Linked DNA regions of Mus musculus: all the other regions are linked to region 2. A link is a contact called in public HiChIP or PLAC-seq, Micro-C and promoter capture Hi-C data. All regions are on one chromosome and are shown on one strand. The core of a region is the stretch at or near the end of the contact, and the rest is flanking DNA. Distances in the headings are between cores, read along the strand shown. Region 1 has its middle 61 kb from the start of Gm30069. Region 2 holds the start of Gpr155 (G protein-coupled receptor 155). Region 3 overlaps 8430437L04Rik (RIKEN cDNA 8430437L04 gene). Region 4 holds the start of Atp5g3 (ATP synthase, H+ transporting, mitochondrial F0 complex, subunit C3 (subunit 9)). Region 5 overlaps Map3k20 (mitogen-activated protein kinase kinase kinase 20). Region 6 overlaps Map3k20 (mitogen-activated protein kinase kinase kinase 20).

Region 1 (3,034 bases), core at 492-2,991, 830 kb before region 2:
ATTCAGAAATTCCCTAATAGGATTGTAAAGGTGAGATTAGCCAATGGTTTCAGGTAAATCTTCACTTAACCATACCCAGCTGGGAGCAAACACTTCCAGCCAATATCCAAATGAAGAGGGGAATCTGGCCCAAACTAGGATGGCTTATTGCTCTCGTTTTTGTTTGTTTGTTTTGTTGTTGTTTGTAAGGCTTATTCCACTTTCCATAGATTTAAGAAAAAGCCGTTCCTTTCCTGCCTTCCAAAATCCAACTTGGGTGTTCTAGCCCGAGATGCCTTTGAAGGTACAGTGCGCTGTGTGCCATCTGTAAACAAACATGAGCACTCCTGGAAGGGATGCCTCTCAGGCAGCTGCAGGAAAGGAGTCCCTTCAGTTGGTCCAGATCTCTCTCTGTCTCTGAGCTACATGAGGCTCCTGAGGAAGACTAAGGACATGAAATGTCACTGGGGTTTCTTGAAGAATTTTTGGTAGCCCAGGCTGTCCTGGAACTCACTCTGTAGACCAGGCTAGCCTCAAACTCAGAGACCTGCCTGCCTTTTTGCCTCTCAAGTGCTAGGATTAAAGGTGCACACCACCACATCCAGGACCCTTGAGTGACTCTTAAGAAATAATGGGGGCTGGAGAGATGGCTCAGCAGCTAAGAGCACTGGCTGTTCTTTCAGAGGTCCTGAGTTCAATTCCCAGCAACCACATGGTGGTTCACAGGCATCTGTAATGGGATCTGATGCCCTCTTCTGGTGTGCCTGAAGACAGCAACAGTGTACTCATATACAGTAAATTTATACATCTTAAAAAAAAAAAAGAAATAATAGAATATGTAAGGAAGAACAATCTAGAAGAAACTGAGTTTGGAAAAAAGCTGCCCAATGATGTGTAAGAATTACTCCTAACTTCTTTTCTCTTCCAAGTGTTGGGAATTGTTATATAACTTAAACCCATTATTTACTTTATCAGTTTTATACTGTAAAGGGTCTTGTCCTGTGAAGGTCCCCCTCGGAATTTTGATGAAGGCACCCCCTCACTTTTACTTCATATATTTATCATTCCTTTACATAGAAAATTGGATGATGAAGCCAATGGGTTTAGTTTAAGCAAGAGTCTGAAGAGTCTAAGATCTCTTTGCTTGTGGCCACATAACTTTAATGGTCATATGGTCTTCTTTGTACATTGTGAGGAATTTAATTTCCCTTTGGATATGGTCACATGGAACAAACAGCTTTCTCCCATTGTGCCCTCAAGTCTTATGTAATTACATCAGGAACACTGTCATTGTAAGTCAGCTCGATCATTTTTGTATCTTATAAATTTGACAAATTTAACAGTCTACTTGAGAAGGGTTATCTTAAAACAACAACAACCTGGTAGTAATTAGATTTACTCTTCATCCATAAATATCTACAGTGGTGGGCTGGAGAGATGGCTTCTCGGTTAAGAGCACTGGCTATTCTTCCAGAGGAACCAGTCCTAATTCCCAGCAACCATAATGGCAGCTCACAACTGTCTCTAACTCCAGTTCCAGGCATCCAACATGCTCACACAGACATACATGCAGGCAAAAACCCCAAGACACAGTAAAACAAAACAAAACCAAAGACAGACAAACAAACAGTGGAATAAAAAAGGCTCAGAAGGAAAATCATGATGAAATAAGAAAGAAGAGAGAGAACAGAAGGCGGGGATACTGAAAAGGATGAGGCAAGGCTTGGCCTCAGTGGGAGAACGGTTAGCCTGGATAAGGCCCTGGTTCAATGCCCAGAAAACCACGAGACACAAAGGACAGAATGTTTGTGAAGAGAAGGCCAAGAAGAAGGAGAGAAAAGTGGACAGAGGCAAAAGAGGGCACAGAGACATTTTAAAGCAAACCATGTCTTCAGAAGGGTAACGTATCAAAATATTTTTAAGTACAAGGAATAAACAAGTTAAGAAAGACATCCTCACAGGAAATCAGCCTTAATTGCTCAATTCCCCAGAGCAGCCGAGATGGCAATGCTCTGTGACACTGAGATGGCTGGGTCCTGTCGCCAAGAAAGTGTAGCAGCGTGTGCTACACGGTCTTTTTGACACTTCCATTTGCTATGAAATTTCTCAGAATAAACAGCACATGTATTTTAGTAAAGACAGAGACTACGCATTTCCAAGGGGTGGGGTGGAGGTACTTGCAGGTGGCTTACTAAGAACAGCATGGGTTCTCACCCAACCAGAACCTGGGTGGCAAAGGAGACAGTGTTCTAGGTCCAAAACTATCAAGGAGAGATGGCCTCCCTTCAGAGTCCTCAGAGACTGGTTTCCATTACGACCGGTTCAATCTGCCAGAAAGGCAGGAACCATGGGGACGGTTGGGAGAACCCCACCCTCTCTGGGCTTAGGGTGTGCTGGCTCTGGAGAAGTTCTTACAAGTTATTTGGTTTGGGTCTTTCACCTTAGGAGTTCCTTTTAGCTAATGAAAGACAGCCAGGCTTGGGCAAGGCATCTCTACTCTACTCTCTTGAAAGAATGAAGCCCACTGCTGTCCCTCTGCTGTTTCCTCCTGGTCTATTTGGAAGCTGGCAAACGGATTTGATAAAAGTGACAGGCTTATCAGGTTAAGATAGTAATTTACTTCCACTGCTTTGAGAGGCACCAGCGACTAGCAGTAAGAAGAAATATATCTACCCTGGTGGACACATTTCAATTCATTAGGTTTCCCGGCTTTCATCCAAGACAGACTTTTTCTTCTTAGCCGATAAATCTGTTTGGTTTTTACTTCACATGGCACTAAACAAGCACACATCCATTTATACTCTAACAATATCCAGTCTGATTAATCGGTTTAATTAGCAGTGGGTTGATGCTTTCTTGGCCCACTGCAAGTCCAGTTACCAAAAAAAAAAAAAAAAAAAAAGAAAAAAAGGCAAAGCAACCAAGAGGGGCTGTTTGTAAAAACACATGCCTGCAACAACTGCAGGGGACCGGGGAGAGACATTCTCCCAACAAATGTTAGCCCTGGGCAAAAAAAAAAAAAAAAAAAATTTTTTTTTTGAGTACACACAAAAGA
Region 2 (2,981 bases), core at 442-2,941:
AATGATAATGATTAAAACGGTAACAAGGTAAACAGCATTCATTGTCACAAGTAGCTATACAAACATGCCTAATATTAAAGATCCTCAATAGTAGACATACTAGATATTCCACAAAGTTACGAGTTTAGAATGTGTTATGAAGTTACCAGCCTCTGTTTCATACCCAGCAATTAAGAGTTGAATTGAGTTTGATCTTAAGTGGCTATTGACAGTGAAGGTGATGGCCAAGAGGTTTAACAACTTCCAGGTTCAACTTCCAATTAACTGAAAATTAAATGAAACTTTTTAAAAGTAATCTGTCCTTTTCCCCCTTTCAATTTTTCCAGTGTTATAAACAGTTCCCGAGGCAAATGAAAGTTAAAATGACTTCTAGTCTGACATAATGTCACACACCTGTAATCACAGCACTAGTGAGGCAGAGGCAGGAAGACCATGGGTTCAAGCCCAGCTACAAAGAAAAGCCAGCCAGGACTTAAATTAGCAGCTGTCTCAAAATAAGGAAGGGAGAAAAAAAAAAACTAAAAATAACTCTGAAGTTTTATCTCATACCATTTTAAACATGAAAACAAAACAAAACGAAAAACCGCTTCTTATGCACATTTTAAGATTAACAAGAACCACAACAAAGGAAGTTTTAAAAATGTCATCCAGTCCTTTAAACTACAAAAACAAGACTTGTTGCAGAACAAACAAGTTGTCCTATCACTGGAAAAGCCAATTCACTGGGCCAGACACTAGAAAACGAAGTATACAAACCATCTAGTCGCATTACATCTGACTTAGATAACATGACCAAAGCACTGAAATTGTAGGTTAAATGCTATTAAGTTCAAATGTGCTGCAGTACTGACTTGAAAGAAAAAGCTTTAAACTGAGGCTGTTCTCTTCTCAAACACTCCTATCCTTTAGACAGGAGAAAAGCCTAATGCCTTGCAGCACTATAAAAAGCACTCTTCAACATCAACAGGCACTCCAGTCACTGCCTTTTCCCTTGTCAATCTGCAGGATCAGACTTTGGCCCGCCAAGATAAGGAGTGCAGAGTCCCTGACCAAATAGATGATACCGAGGGCAGCTGACACCCGTGGAAGTGGAAAGCCAGGGCATGGGAGTCACAACGTCAGGTGCTCCGTAAAGAAGTATGGGAGAAAATTTGGCGCAAAGATCCCGAGGTGCTCAGGAGGGGCAGACACGAAGGCCACCTTGGGCTAAAGTAAAAAGTCCGAGATGACAATGTGAGCACACGTGCAACGGGGTGCTTCGCACCCTGGGGACCGCAGCTCTGGCACCAGAGGGGACAAGTCGTCCCTTGTGAGCAGACCATCTCCAGTGTTCCCGCAGGTTTCAGGCGCAGGCTCTGTGGAGCAGAGGCGGACAGGCGCAGCAGCTAGCCGAGGCGCCAGGGCAGCCTGGCGCTGCCCACTGGTCCGGACCCCAGGGGCAGGGGCCATTGCAAACGCAACTGGGGCTCATCTCACCTGCTAGGTCTGCAGCTCCGGCTGCAAGGAGAAGGAAGCCGATGCTCACAGAGGGCCAAGCAGCGAGCACACCGCCGTCATCTCCCGCCCCGAACCCTCTTGTAGCGGCGTGTGCCAGCGGCAGATGCCCAACCACGTTCCGAGAAAGGGAGGGGTGAGCCGCTGCGGTCCTGTCAGCTACCTTAGGCGTCTGCAGCCCGGTGCCTCCTCCCCGCCTCCGCCCCGCCTTCAGGCTCCGCCCCTGGCCTGGAGGTCAGAGAAGCCGGTCTCCATTCTGCCGTGAGGCCCCGCCCCCAAGCTCAGGACATGGCCCCGCCCCGCCCAAGGCCCCGCCTCCAGCATGGAGGTCCGCGTTTCAAATCTCCACCCCGCCGTCAGGCCACACCCCTAAGCTCCAGTGCTACACTGCACTCCGCCCTGGGGCTCCACCCCAAGGCCCCGCCCCTAGCCAGAAGGCCCGAATGCGGGTCTCCACCTCGCCTTTAGGCCCCGCCCCCAAGGACAAGCGACACCGCTCCACCCCCGGTGCCCGAGGCCACACAGCCCAGTCCCTGCCCTTATGCTTCGCCTCCGCCAAAGCCACTTGGCCGCCGGTCTCCCGTAGCTGTACTTCCGGCTTTTCTCTTCCCACAAGATGGCGGCCGGGTGGGGATTGGCAGTATTGGTTTCCTCCGCCTCTGCTCAGACTCAGGAAGGCCTGTCATCATTTCGGTTAACCTCAGCTTCCAGTAATCCTGTCAATTCCTCTCCTGGTTAGCCTCGTCATTGCATAGTATAGAGTTATAAATGCAAGGATGTGAGTTCAAACCCTGCCTTCTACCTTTCCCAAGCTAGCATGATCTTGACCTTCCTAAATCAAAAGAGATTAAAATATAAGCTTTAGTTGTGTGCTTGATTTAGAATACATTGCCAGCAGCGACTGCTTCTTTTTCTGTTGTGGAGGAACTCTGGCTGTATGCTCTTAGTTTACAGACAGGAATCTCCTAGTATTCTCGGAAGTCTACTGGGGCTTCTCGAAGTCAACGTGTGAAAATGAAGACATTTTCTGAAACAAAAAATATTTCTAATTTAAAGCCTGATCTCAGTGATTTTGTAAGTATTTCTTAAAAAGAAATCTTGCTTTGCAAATTTTACTGTTTTGTCTGGCCACTACTATGTCCTATTAATCTGTGCAGTTTTAGTACAAAGTACAGTACTATTTGCACCTTTAAATTAAGTTACTATATGGTTTACTAAGAAAATAAAAGCCGGGAAGGGAGATGGGATGGGGGAAGGGGGTTCCGAGGGAAAATGAGGAAAGGGGATAAAATTTGAAATGTAAATAAAGAAAATATGTAATAAAAAATGGGAAAAAAAAAGAAAAGAAAAGCCAAGAGCTGGCTTAAGGATATGAAGCCTAAGGAAAGGTGAGCAGAATTGAAACTATTTTTTAAAATGTAGCTTACTCCCTTTTGGTTCATTTTTTGTCTTTCTCACTTTTAACTATTAACCTAACTGCAAAAAAA
Region 3 (2,952 bases), core at 243-2,742, 660 kb before region 2:
TCAAAGTCAGCTTGATATACACATCAAGTTCCGTGCCAGCCAGGGTTACCTGGTAAGACCCTGTCTCAGATAGATAGATAGATAGATAGATAGATAGATAGATAGATAGATAGATAGATAGATAGATAGATCTAGAATGCTATTGAATTCTCATTGGTTGGATCTTTAAAGTTTTTCTTTAAAAAAAAGTTTAAGATGTTGAATTCACATGTGATCCAATTGGCAAACACATTCGTAGTGACTTGAAGTAATGTTAAATCTCAGACATAAACCCCTAAACATGCATACCACGCACACATCAGTAGATACTCATATCATAAACACCACAGCAGATATTGCATTGCTCTAAGTAAAGTATACAAAAATATCCGATTCTATTGGCGTTTGGAGTAAACACTCACACACATTCTTCTACAGATGACAGAGGGTACATTGATATTCTCCCCTTTTCTGGTACTTGCTGTGGTACAAAACAAGGCCTTTCCTGTTTATTTGATAGCCAGTTCCTCACTGGTTGAGTTACGTCTGCCAAGAGCTCAGGAGAGAATTCTGGCGCACATATCTCCTCATCCTTTCCTGAGTGGACAGGGAAGACGAATGCCATTCGAGAGTGGCTTCCATGCACTTCTCTGACATAACCCACTGTCTCCTCTTAGTCATTTGTGAGGCAAAATTAACCCTCAGGAGTGCAGAACCGATCCACACAGCCAGAGGGTTAGCAAGCCTGAGCACCTGGTGGTATGCCCAGACCTGAGGACTGTGCACAGTTCTGATTGCTTTTCTGTTGTTCACAAGTTGATTTAACACTCCGTCAAAGTGTTCTTTTCTCCTGTGCCCATTTTCCATGGGAGAGAACTGAGGAAGACAGAGCTTAAGAGACGTGGCCTAAGATTTGAAGCTTGGGAACCTCAGCTGGTTTCAGAGCCTGAGTGTGTCTTGTTGTTGTTGTTGTAATTTTAATTTCCTTCACCAAAAAGCATCCGGCATGGAAGTCAATTTGAAAGGACTCTCACTAACAAAAACGGAAAAAGAAAAATCTATCATCGAAGAAATTACATCACAGCCAGGTATGGTGTGTGCAGCTCAGACCTGTAATCCTAACACTCAAGAAGCTGAGGCAGGAGGATTGTCAAGAGTACAAAACCAGCCTGAGTTATAAAACATGGCAAATTCCAGGCTTCTGCATCAAAGCCAATGATAGTAAAGTATTATAAATCCCTGAATGGAGCTGAGTTCTATCATCCCATTTGAGAGGAAGGAAAAAGAGGGAGGGAGGGAGGAAGGGAGGGAGGGAGGGAGGAAGGGAGGGAGGGAGGGAGGGAGGGAGGATTGGTTAGTGATTTGTTGTGTGGGACTGTTCTTTGTTACATTAGATCAAATATAAAGGAATGAGAGGGGCAGGAAAGCTGTTGTTTGCTAACTACCACAGCAGTAATTGTTAGAGGTAAAAGTTCATAAAAGTACTGGGTAAAAGTTTGAGGAATGGCAATGTATTTCCACACATGAAGGTATCCTGCCAAGATACTTACTCATTACAAAAAGAAAGTCGTACATTTACACCAGAGAAGCTGGCAATTAGCACCTTAATCAAAAGCTCGAGGTTAACATCCGCAGTAATGGACACAGGAGGTTATGTGCCTCCTGTTTTAACTTGCTGCACTTTCTGCTGTTTTCTTGCTAAAATTTTATAGCTTGAATCTAATCACAAGGAAACTCTAGACAACCCCAAAGGAAGGGACATAATATTAAGTTGCCTGTAGTCTTAAAAAAACATGTAACATTGTTATGAATGAACAGTGACTGTTTCAGATTAAGACAGACTAGCAAGACACGGCAGTGAATGTTGTAAGTGCTCCAAAAATAATATCCTTCTCCTCCTCCTCCTCCTCCTCCTCCTCCTCCTCCTCCTCCTCCTCCTCCTCCTCCTCCTCCTTCTCCTCCTCCCCCTCCTTCTTCCTCCTTCTTCTCCTTCTTCTTCTTCCTGCTAAAAAAGCATTGCTGAGATCAAATGGCAAACCCTAAGCAAGCTAATAGATGAAATAATAGCATTTTATCAATTCAAATTTCCCAACTTTGATGGGAAATTATGCTGTGGCTTTGTAGGAGAATGTTCTATTCAGGAAACACACTGAAGCATTTAGGAGCAAAGGAATATTGACTTTTTAATTTATTTTCAGTCCATTTAGAAAAAAGTTGTACATACACAGAGAAATTATAAGTATGTATGTATGTGTGTATGTATGTATTTATACAGAAAGAGAATATACGAAAGCAAATGTACAACTTTTAATATTTGGGAGGTCTGGACAAGGTGGATATGTATATATCCTTAGTATAATTCTTTTAATTTTTCTGTAATATAAAATTGTGTGAAATAATCTTTTATATATCTGAAAAGAAGAAGGTATCAGCATAAAAATTCAGAGCCTCTGCACCTGGGATTCCTTCTGGCCAAGTGATCAAAAATCTAATTCAAATTGGCCAGGCAAAATACACACACACACAAAAATATTATTGGTCCATGTTCTCTGAGGGTAGAGATGACCTAAGACATAGCTGAGTCTAGCTCAGTGCCATTGTGTCTTGGTTCTTTTCCTCTTATCCCATCCCCCACTGGGTTGGCTTTATTCTCTGTGCCTATCTGGAGGTGCCTGGAAGTTCTAGGCTTAGTATTCTGGGTTTAGATCTAGTTGGAAACACAAAGACCCCTCTTCCTAGTGCAGCAGATGTCTTCCTTCTGTGGTACGTTCCATCAGCTTCCATACACCTGCCTCCTGATACATTTGATGCTCAGCACTTCTGGTTTAGCTAAGCTGAATGAAAAGCTCCCCTCTGGAGCCAAAGTCAGCCGGATACTCACATAGGTAGAAGTGACTCACGTATGGAAACTAGAGGTACCCACACCAGATTCTGGGAATACAAACACAAGACACCCATAGATTCTAAACTATT
Region 4 (3,134 bases), core at 313-2,812, 520 kb after region 2:
ATAAAACTGGAAAGAAACCACCCATTAATACACCCCTTCATGATAACAACTCTGTAAGACTTATTGACAGTGTTTCCTAATTTCTGTTATTAATACTCACCTCTCCAGTCCTAGTCTCTGGCCGAGATAACACTGATGCAGAAATTGGTCTATATGCAACTCTGGATCCAGCTCGGATCTATTAATGGAAGGAAAAGAAAGAATTTCAAGTACTAAAGAGTACACATTAGTCTTCAGTGACCTCTTGTGCAACTTTAAACTCTAAAGGAGAAAGCAGAAGAGAACGAACAGATTTATTATCTCTGCAATTAGCATGGCCTTTGGTCATTGTGCATACACAAAGCCAACCTAAAATTTTATGCTAATGAACCATGGAATGTTCTATTTAATCTATCTGTAAACAAAAATCCTAAGACCAATTAGTTACCAAGTGACTGAGTGTTGTGGAAGTTTCAGTAACTGTAGTGCTGTAAATTCAAGTAAGTTATGTGGGCTCATAAGGGTGTCGCTATGATTTTGATCATTTACAACAGTCCAGCAGCTAATGAAGCTCCTACAATTTTCAAAGGATTCCTAAATACCCACTAATTCTAAATTTACTATAGAGTTAAGCATTTTGATGTCAGCTTAACAGCCGTTGCAATACTCTCACTATAAGGACATCTGGCAGTCTGGCTTCTCTGCCCTTGAGTGTCCACGGACACTAAGGTCACAGAAAATCCCTCCAGAACCAGGACCCGATTCTCTAGCACAAATCTTTTAGATTCAGACTTCACTTAAAGCCTCCAAAAAAGCAAGCTTCGGGGCTCCCCAACACCTTTCTCCGCCCACACAAGGAAGCAAAGTCCCTCCCTCTGCAGCGGCGAGTTTGACCTACAGACGCGCACGGGAAACGCTGTGCAGGCAACTAGGCCTCAGCTGCCCCTTCCTGACTTCTCAGCACCCCGACCTTCGCGTCGACCCCAACTCCATAGGGACCGGGCGGTGGGGGAGGGGCGCGCTCCACGAGCAAGGAGGCTGTGACCTACGCCCAGAAGGCCTGTCAGCTAGGCCTCGGGGGGGACACATGGCCGGGAACTGTCTGCGGGCCCCAGGGTTGGGAGGGAGGGAGGGAGGAGAGGACATCGGGGCAAGGGTGAAGGAGAGCCGGTCCCTCGGCGTGAATGCTGGGCCGAGGCCCGGGTTACGCACCAGAGCGGGGGTGCGGGCGAGCTTGGCGCAGGCGAACATCTTTCTTCCTGGCGGCGCGGCGTGGATCTAGGTGACAGGCGACGTGGGCTCCTCTCCCGCTTCCTCTCTGCGGAGCGAAAAGAGGCTTAAGGTCAAGTGTCCCCCCCAGGGGCCTGTCCTTGCCACCCCGGCCCCGAGGGGCCCCGCGCAGGCGGTCAGCGTGGCCGCGTGCCCGGGAAGCGCAAGCCCGGTGGACAGGGCCGGGAGACCCGCTCCGCCCCGGCCCGGGCCCCGCGCCCTCCGTTTACCTTCGCTTACCTCCCGAGGCGGCGGCAGTGGCGGCGGCAGAGGTCGAAGCAGTGGGGCTGGGCGCGCAAGCGCGGTGCGGCTCTTATCCGCGCCGCAGCACCCGGATGGAGAAGGCGGGGGAAGACGCTCAAGGTCACTTTGTAACAACTTTATTGGTAACTCTCAGAGGAGGACAATGACAGGCCCCCTCCGTGACCGGCTGGCGGCCAGTGAAATGAAAAGCACACTGAAGACGACTCTTGGCTTTGTTAGTGTTACTAACGGTGCAGATAATTTTTAGTTGTTGTCGCTATCGCAGACTGAGCCTCGCTCCTTGCACGTGCCAGGCAGGGGTTCTCCCAGGGAGCTACAAGCCGACCCTGATTTGGCTTTTATTTCAAACAGGGTGAGTTGCTCAGGCAGGCCTTGAGCTCAGTATGTAAGTTAGGGAGAACCTTGATCGTCCACTTTCACCCTTCCAAGTAGTTAGCTTCTTCATAACCAACTCCAGCGGGATTATTTCTTTGTAAGACTCTAAAACAGGGTTTTTTGTTTGTTTGTTTGTTTGCTTTTGTTTAAGACGACAAATCTTTTCTCAGAAGACCTACCTAGAAGTCCTGGGAAGAACAAATGACGGTTCAAGAGCTTTGCAACTCTGTAGACTAGGCTAGCCTTCAACTCACAGAAATCCTCCTGCCTCTGTTTTCCAAGTGCTGACATTAAAGCCATGTACCACTGTGTTCTGCTGCCTTCCACCATTATAACTGGGAGAATTAAGAGATAATAATGTATCATCATTTCGGACTAAAAAAGTGCCTGAATAGTTTTCAAAATCTATTCAGCACCCAGTTCTGATAACTTTGAACAAACCAGATGGATGCAGAAATGTCTCAGATAAATGGCTGTAGTTCAACGTCTGGTCTTCTTATTGATTTTTTTAAAATAGTTTTTTTGAGATAATATAATCTCATAGGTTCTCCCCTGTTTTAGGGTTTTAATGCTGTGAAGAGACACCACGACTACCGCAACTCTTAGAAACAAACAAACAAACATTTAATTGGGGCTGGCTTACAGTTTCAGAGGTTTAGTCCATTTTCAGCATGGCAGGAAGCATGGCAGTGTTCAGGCAGACACGGTGCTGGAGACAGAGCTGAGAATAGCTGAAGGAAGAAGGCAGGCAGCCAGAAGAGACCACTGTTAGCCATTATGCTTGCCTTATGCTTCTGAAACCTCAAAGCCTGCACCCCCCCCCCCCCCAGTTACACACTTCCTCCAACAAGGCCACACCTCCTAACGGTGCCATTCCCTATGGACCCGTGGGGGCCAATTTTTTATTCAAACACCACTCCCTCCCATTTCCTCCCCCCTCCTCCTCCTAGACACTTCTTGACTTTTCAAATCTGAGGCCTCTTTTTCTTTAGTTTTATATACATATTTAGTTGTATGTATATATGATATGTTTTTAGATATAAAATTATAACTTGCTCAGTCTGTTTGTTTTAACCATAGCATTTTCTCCAGCCTCAGAAAATCACCATTGTTTTTGTTTTGAACTTGACTATTCTAGATCCTTCATCTAAGTCCTGCATTATTTGTCTCATTGTAACTAGCTGCTGTTTCTTTTAGTTCATTACATTTATTTATTTATTCTGTGCATATGTGAGGGCAGACAGATG
Region 5 (2,845 bases), core at 169-2,668, 950 kb before region 2:
TGCTGCAGGAAGTTCCCTCAGAGTGGGCTTTGCATGCTGCTCCAATGAGATTTCCTGAGCTATCACAGTCTAGCATTTTAGAATCAGAGGCCCAAGCCTTGTCCACCTCACCCCATCAGCCTGCAAGGCAATACGTGTGTCAGCAATCCTGATACCTGTTAACCGTTCCCTCCGTGCATCCGCCCAGGAAAAGCCACCTTTAACTGATTCCGGCTTCGCTTCGCCTGCTGCAGACAACTCATTAAACGTGCCATGCCCGCCGCTTGCCCTTCTTCAACCTCCTTCCTCCCTCAGTTTCTTCTTTCCTTACTCCTCCTCTTCATGGACTCCATGATGATAATGAGCCACTTTTTCACTTTCTAGTTTTTAAAGAGTTCTTTTTCTTTTTCTTCCTTTCTTCCTTCCTTTCCTCTTATTCTCTCCTTTTATTTTTTGAAACAAGATATTTCCTATGTACCCCTAGCTAGTCTCCCACTTGCTATTAGACCAGGGTCAGCCTTGAACTGGCAGTGATCCACCTACTTCAGCCTCCTGAGTGCTGAGATAAAGGGCCTGTACACCACACCCTACTGTATTAAATCCTAGAGATCCCTTTTTGTAGGGACCCAAGGCCATTTACAGGTCAAGCCAATGTCCCACTGAGCTACACCCAGCGCCCTAAAGAGACTGTAATCTGTAGGTGTATCTGGTGATGGGGACAGTTTTGGGACAAGAACTGTTATCTTGGTCCAGTATCCTCTTCTGATACCGGATTTCTTCTCTCTCCATCCTGTCTCGCTGTGCACCTGCTAACCTTCACTCCCCCGGGAGCAGCCTTGTGCCATTCTCCTCCCTGTGTGTATCCTAGCACCCTTGGACCAAAGGTGCTTTTAGGGAAAACAGTGGTCAATGTTCATTTATTCAATAAGGTATCTTTTTTTCAAATATGAAAGACATTTCTTATTAATAAGGTAAATTGAGCTCTATCAAATGTTATAAATTCTGGAAGAAGACAACTCTATTTTTTTTAAAGATTTCTTTATTGATTTATCTATGAGTATGGTATTGCTGACACACCAGAAGAGGGAATCAGATCCCATTACAGATGGTTTTGAGTCACCATGTAGTTGCTGGGAATCAAACTCACAGCCTGCGGAAGAGCAGTCAGTGTTCTTAACTGCTGAGCCATCTCTCCAGCCCCACAACCCTATTTTTAAGTATTATAATCTGATAAGTAGAAAAGGGCATAGAATGAGAGAAGAGAAGGAGAAGGGAGAAGAAAGGACACTGAATCCATTATGAGAAAGGGGGTTGGAGTGTTCCTCTTATTCAAATTCACTAATTTGGGCAAATGACATAATAACATGTGTTTCCCCTTCTCATTCTATAAATGTGTATATGCATGATCATGGGGTTTTGATTTTTTTTTTAACAGAATGATGTCAGAACACCAAAACTCACTAAGCACGTGCACTCCATACAGTGGGACAGAACGAAGCCTCAGGATGAGGTGAAGGCGGTCCAGCTTGCCATTCAGACTCTGTTCTCCAGCTCAGAGGGCAACCCTGGCAGCAGATCCGACTCCAGTAAGTTAGTGTCCTTAACTCAGCCCGCACACCTGAGTCCAGGATGTTAAGTTATGAGATTCCCATTGCAGAGGAGAGTGCCAGGCAGAGGTGGCTCAGATGCCTAACTCAGACACCTTGAGACCTGAGAACCAGCAATGAGGCCTGTCGATGACGGAGGAAAGGTCAGGGGAGGGAGGAGAAGATGGACAAACGAGAGTGGAGTAGGCAGGACAGGATGGAGAGGCTCGGCGTGATGGCTCGGTGTATGTGAGTACTGACTCTTGTATGTTGTCCTCTAACCACGCAAACATCATGGCATGAGCTGTTCTACACACACACACACACACACACACACACACACACACACACACACCTCGAATACACACAAATTGAAGAGAGACAGTAAAGAGAAAAACTCCAACGCATATGCTGGATACTGGTGATAGTAATTTTTAAAATGTAGAAAAGCATTCAAGGCCAGCTGACAGGCTATGAAATCGGTCATTATCTGGTGAACTCAAGCAAAAGTTCTGATTCCCTACTTGTGGGCTGAGAAGCTCTAGGACTGTAGGACTGAGGCACGCTCACCGCTGTGCTGAAGGTGAATTTGTACAAAGCCACATGCAGTCCCCTCATAACCGTGAGTCGTATACACCAAGCACACAGAAACCCGTGCTTTCTCAGCAGCACTGCTTCTCCCCCCAAGAGAAAAGTATTTCTGTGACAGTGACCAGAAGGCTGTCTGCCAGGCACGGAGACAAAAGCGGGACTCTAACTTACTGCCCTCAAGGGCAGTCACTGAGTCATGACCGTCTGGCTCCTACATTGGCCACTGTTACGTCTGACATGCCAAGCAGAACAAACATTCTTAAATGACCACCAGCCAGGGCAGCCAGAATCCTGAAGAACAGTCAAAAGCCATCAACAAGTGATTTGACATCATGCCTTCACCTTTGTCAACAGTTGGTTTGCTTCCTTGTGCAGATAACCATCAGGGAACACTGTGACTATCCATGACTAGGCTTAGGATTTCGTGTGGCTATTTCTAAACTCCTTTATGTTGGTTAAGTCTGTGTGCCTTGTCTAATATGTCTGCCATAATCCTTCAAGTTCTTCTTTTAGATGGGTGTGTTAGCTCACAACTGTGATCCCAGCACCCTGGGGGCTAAAGCAGGAGGACCATTCAAGTTCCAGGCCATATAAGCTATACAGGAGTTTCGGAGACAAAAAAAAAAAAAAAAAAAAAAAAACAAAAACAAACAAACAAAAAAAAACCTTTCTAATAAGTGATGTTTACA
Region 6 (3,098 bases), core at 257-2,756, 990 kb before region 2:
TCTCAAGATGTGGGAGCAGAAGCTGACGGAGCAATCCAACACCCCGGTGAGTACGCCACCTAGTGGCTTCCCGCAGCATGCACGCTGAGCACGGGACAGCATGACCACGCTCCTCCCCACCCCCAACCCTGCCCTGCCCTGCCCTGCCCTGCCCTGCCCTGCCCTGCCCTGCCCTGCTCCTGAGAACTAAAGGCCTTCATTGGTAGTAATAAGTATGAAACACCAAATGCCAGAGATTTAAAAGGGGGGAAAAACCTATTTAAAAGAAAATGCCTCCTCTGTATCTTTCCTTAGAAACTATTATTTCCTTAAGAACTGCATTTATTTGTATGTTAAAATTACAAGAGTAAAGTCTAATATGTTTAGACCATCCGTTAAGCCCTAAGAACACTGAGGGAATGAATGCCCTTAGATGCTACCAGTAATTAATAACTCATTGCAAGGAATGCCTTGGGTGTGTCAGAACTTAAGCACATTTTCTAAGATTGAACTGGCCTGCTGACATAGACATGGCAGGCATTAATATTCCTTATGGATTTAGTGCCATGAGTAGGAGAAGCATCAAATGGGGAGAAGGCCTCTCCTGGGACAGGCAACCCACTTGCTCTACCTCTGGGAAGATCCTTGTTCCTTCCCAAGTATGGAGCAGCACTGGCCACTCATGCGTTAGCCTTGAGCTTGAACTTAGTGTTAAATCATGCATCTCATTCCATCATCCTTGAGATTTAAAACAGAGTGACTTTTAGGGATCAAGTAAAAGCTTAGGATTGGTTTTCTAGGATTTTCAGTGGACGAGAACTGTCCGCTTAAAATTACAAGAAGCAAGAGATTCAAAATAAAGTTATCGACAAATAGACCAAGAAAAAAAGAGAGAGAGAAAACACTGAACACCCTTCATTGTGTGTTCCTCAAAGACCTATCTAGACAAGTCTTAACCTCCACTGAGCGGCTGCAAAATGTCTTCCAATATCTAAAGAACAGGAGAGTCCGTCTCCATTTCCAATTCCAATTGTGGAGACACAATCTGGCACCCCCTCACCCCCAAAAAGGAAAGTGCATTTAAATGCTACACGTTTACCCTTTTCAAAAATGTCTTTGGTAAATCCCAGGAATGCCGAGATAAGGACTGAGTTGCTATACATAGGACTGGCATGAGATATTATAAGGGTACCTCATTTTTGTCAGCAAGTCCTGTGAATTGAACCAGATTCTCAAAGAAGGGGTAAAGGGGGGGGGCAGCTTCCTGTTCAGGCTGAGCTGGTGCCAGCAGGCAGGTGGGAGCTACAGAGCACAGCCCTGTCCCCACGGCCCATCTGCTGAAGGCTAGGAAGCTGTGTTGTTATGCTTTTTATGTGCATTGAAACCTTAACTGTAAAGCACTGCATGGCTCGACTCTTTCTAAATGTCTTATTGTCAAGAAAACTTTCAACCGCTTATTAGAGTATGCCTAAGAACCTCGCCTTGGTTTACTGGCGTCAGTCTTGCTAAGAAATTATGGGCTGCCTTACACATATTATTGCTGCTGGTAACACAGTTGTATGACAAAGGATAATACGCGACAGGTGCTTGGTAGGTTGTGCGCTTGTGTTTTAACCCCAGAAGCCTTGGTTTGGGGGAAGTGCTTCGCAAGCCACCAGCTAACTGGGGACAGCATGATGCAGTCCCTGCGAGGGCCCCTCCCTTTTTACTTGTGAGGCCCAAGGCTTTTTGTTTATAACACTTGCTTTCAATGTCTCCTCTGCCTAGAGCTGGTACTTCTAAGGAAAAGGAGTTTGTGCTCGGGTATTTTATTAGTAGCTGTTTTCTTTCATCCTCACTTTAATCTCTAGGTGGTTTATAACTAGACTGCTGAAAGAAAAAAAAATCTTTTTAAAGGGGGCAAACGAGGCTTTTTTTTTTTATAGGTAGCTTCATCTTAAATATAACAGTCTAACTTTTACACAATACATAAGAATACTATCAGATTGATTTCAGGGGTCCTATTTTCCTTCCGAAAACCGAAATATTAAAGACACTTGGAAAGATGAGTTCTCTGTGCATAAATAGAAATAAAGCTTATTTCTAATTATTGCTGTGGCTTGCTGTAAAAAAAAAAGTTAGAGATAAACTCTTATTTAAGAAATATTTATGGATCTCTTTAGACCCTAACATAATGTGAGAAAAGACCTTGGCAATAATAAAATAAATAAGCAACAAAGGGTTTCTGTCCATTGAAAAACCAATTTGAGAATGTGGAAAGGGAGTGAATGGAGCCTTAGGGAGTGAGGCCCTGCCCCACCAGTAAGGATCTGAGACTGGCCAGGTGGACCACAGGACCTTGATTCTGAGCCCAAAGTGCCAAAATTCTCCTCTAATAGAAAGTTCTGGCTTTTGAGAATTTATCTCCGCCAAGCAGTGGTGGCGCGCGCCTTTAATCCCAGCACTAGGGAGGCAGAGGCAGCAGGATCTCAGAGTTCGAGGTCAGCTTGGTCTGCAGAACAAGTTCCGGGACAGCCTGGCCTACATAAAGAAACCCTGTCTCAAATAAAAACAAAATGAAATGAAAACTTATCTCCATCAGTAAGTTAAATTAGAAAATTGGGCCATCAAGATGGTTGTGTCACTAGAAGCACTTGCCAAACAACCCTGATCACCCCAGTGCCAAAAACCTAACGAGGCAGGAGAGAACCAGTTCCCAAAAGTTACACGCCCATGGCATGCGTGTGCCTGCCACAATAATAGATATGGGGAATTTTTAATCTTAAGATTTAAAAAAACCTAGGAACTACACTGTGCCTTCACACCCAGAGTGTAGAGTTCATCTGAGAGTTATTACCACTGCGACAACATGAGAAAGACCTCGTAGGCAAGTCTCACTGGAAGGAGACTTGGTGTCGGTGGCTGCAGCAAAGGAGACAGGCTAAGAGCAGTCTCCCACAGTCTCCACAGGTTCACCATAACTGAGTTAAAGACGGGATCTCGAATTTACTCCCAAGTGAATTATATAATAACATGAATAAATTAAACAGTGCTGGATCTGGCCCGAGTCAGTAATAAATGGAAGCAAGTAACGTCCTCTTCAGAGTGTGCTCAAAGCACTGTCCCAGAGAAAGAGGTAG

The links. Promoter capture Hi-C pulls out the DNA fragments that hold promoters and counts their contacts. Hi-C and Micro-C count contacts between places; a contact is called where the count stands out from the background. HiChIP or PLAC-seq counts read pairs in DNA pulled down with a chosen protein or histone mark.
Region 1: a promoter capture Hi-C map of 3T3-L1-derived adipocytes shows a contact between it and region 2, with 5 times the contacts expected there. The contact joins the enhancer-like site here to the promoter of Gpr155 in region 2. A contact is called at or near these places in 10 of 39 promoter capture datasets (the 3T3-L1 cell line, 3T3-L1-derived adipocytes, cranial neural crest and 6 more) and 2 of 115 datasets of contacts at active chromatin or transcription factors (astrocytes and embryonic forebrain).
Region 3: a promoter capture Hi-C map of 3T3-L1-derived adipocytes shows a contact between it and region 2, with 3 times the contacts expected there. The contact joins the enhancer-like site here to the promoter of Gpr155 in region 2. A contact is called at or near these places in 9 of 39 promoter capture datasets (3T3-L1-derived adipocytes, the HPC-7 cell line, cranial neural crest and 6 more).
Region 4: a contact with region 2 is called in a Micro-C map of embryonic stem cells, with 6 times the contacts expected there. The contact joins the promoter of Atp5g3 here to the promoter of Gpr155 in region 2. A contact is called at or near these places in 4 of 39 promoter capture datasets (hippocampal neurons, liver, pre-B cells and 1 more) and 2 of 484 Hi-C or Micro-C datasets (embryonic stem cells and olfactory sensory neurons).
Region 5: an H3K4me3 HiChIP or PLAC-seq map of bone marrow-derived macrophages shows a contact between it and region 2, with 6 times the contacts expected there. The contact joins the enhancer-like site here to the promoter of Gpr155 in region 2. A contact is called at or near these places in 9 of 39 promoter capture datasets (the 3T3-L1 cell line, the C10 cell line, the HPC-7 cell line and 5 more), 2 of 115 datasets of contacts at active chromatin or transcription factors (astrocytes and bone marrow-derived macrophages) and 1 of 9 other capture datasets (macrophages).
Region 6: a promoter capture Hi-C map of pre-B cells shows a contact between it and region 2, with 6 times the contacts expected there. The contact joins the enhancer-like site here to the promoter of Gpr155 in region 2. A contact is called at or near these places in 18 of 39 promoter capture datasets (the 3T3-L1 cell line, 3T3-L1-derived adipocytes, the C10 cell line and 12 more), 1 of 484 Hi-C or Micro-C datasets (pre-B cells) and 3 of 115 datasets of contacts at active chromatin or transcription factors (astrocytes, embryonic forebrain and large pre-B cells).

Annotation. Positions count from the first base shown.
Region 1 is chr2:72,553,005-72,556,038 of GRCm38.p6, forward strand. No RefSeq gene overlaps it. Among named protein-coding and RNA genes, the nearest start is that of Gm30069, 61 kb to the right of the region's middle. Within about 2 kb of position 1,742, at least 19 of the 459 cell types and tissues checked have an H3K27ac peak or open chromatin away from gene starts, as enhancers often do. A contact at or near this core is called in 3T3-L1-derived adipocytes, where this site is marked.
Region 2 is chr2:73,384,789-73,387,769 of GRCm38.p6, forward strand. Gpr155 (G protein-coupled receptor 155) reads right to left here and starts at 1,692. Exons shown (of 17, transcript NM_001190297.2): 1 at 1,477-1,692. It overlaps Gm13707 (a long non-coding RNA gene), which reads left to right and starts at 2,062. Exons shown (of 9, transcript XR_866430.3): 1 at 2,062-2,568.
Region 3 is chr2:72,725,824-72,728,775 of GRCm38.p6, forward strand. 8430437L04Rik (RIKEN cDNA 8430437L04 gene) reads left to right here. Exons shown (of 7, transcript NR_040503.1): 6 at 978-1,067. Among named protein-coding and RNA genes, the nearest start is that of Gm30257, 6.5 kb to the right of the region's middle. Within about 2 kb of position 1,493, at least 4 of the 459 cell types and tissues checked have an H3K27ac peak or open chromatin away from gene starts, as enhancers often do. A contact at or near this core is called in 3T3-L1-derived adipocytes, where this site is marked.
Region 4 is chr2:73,909,764-73,912,897 of GRCm38.p6, forward strand. Atp5g3 (ATP synthase, H+ transporting, mitochondrial F0 complex, subunit C3 (subunit 9)) reads right to left here and starts at 1,563. Exons shown (of 5, transcript NM_175015.3): 1 at 1,489-1,563; 2 at 1,192-1,297; 3 at 101-178. The coding sequence starts at 1,230.
Region 5 is chr2:72,436,788-72,439,632 of GRCm38.p6, forward strand. It overlaps Map3k20 (mitogen-activated protein kinase kinase kinase 20), which reads left to right. Exons shown (of 20, transcript NM_023057.5): 19 at 1,415-1,565. Among named protein-coding and RNA genes, the nearest start is that of Gm39847, 26 kb to the right of the region's middle. Within about 2 kb of position 1,419, at least 20 of the 459 cell types and tissues checked have an H3K27ac peak or open chromatin away from gene starts, as enhancers often do. A contact at or near this core is called in bone marrow-derived macrophages, where this site is marked.
Region 6 is chr2:72,398,380-72,401,477 of GRCm38.p6, forward strand. It overlaps Map3k20 (mitogen-activated protein kinase kinase kinase 20), which reads left to right. Exons shown (of 20, transcript NM_023057.5): 11 at 1-46. Among named protein-coding and RNA genes, the nearest start is that of Gm52556, 48 kb to the left of the region's middle. Within about 2 kb of position 1,507, at least 44 of the 459 cell types and tissues checked have an H3K27ac peak or open chromatin away from gene starts, as enhancers often do. A contact at or near this core is called in pre-B cells, where this site is marked.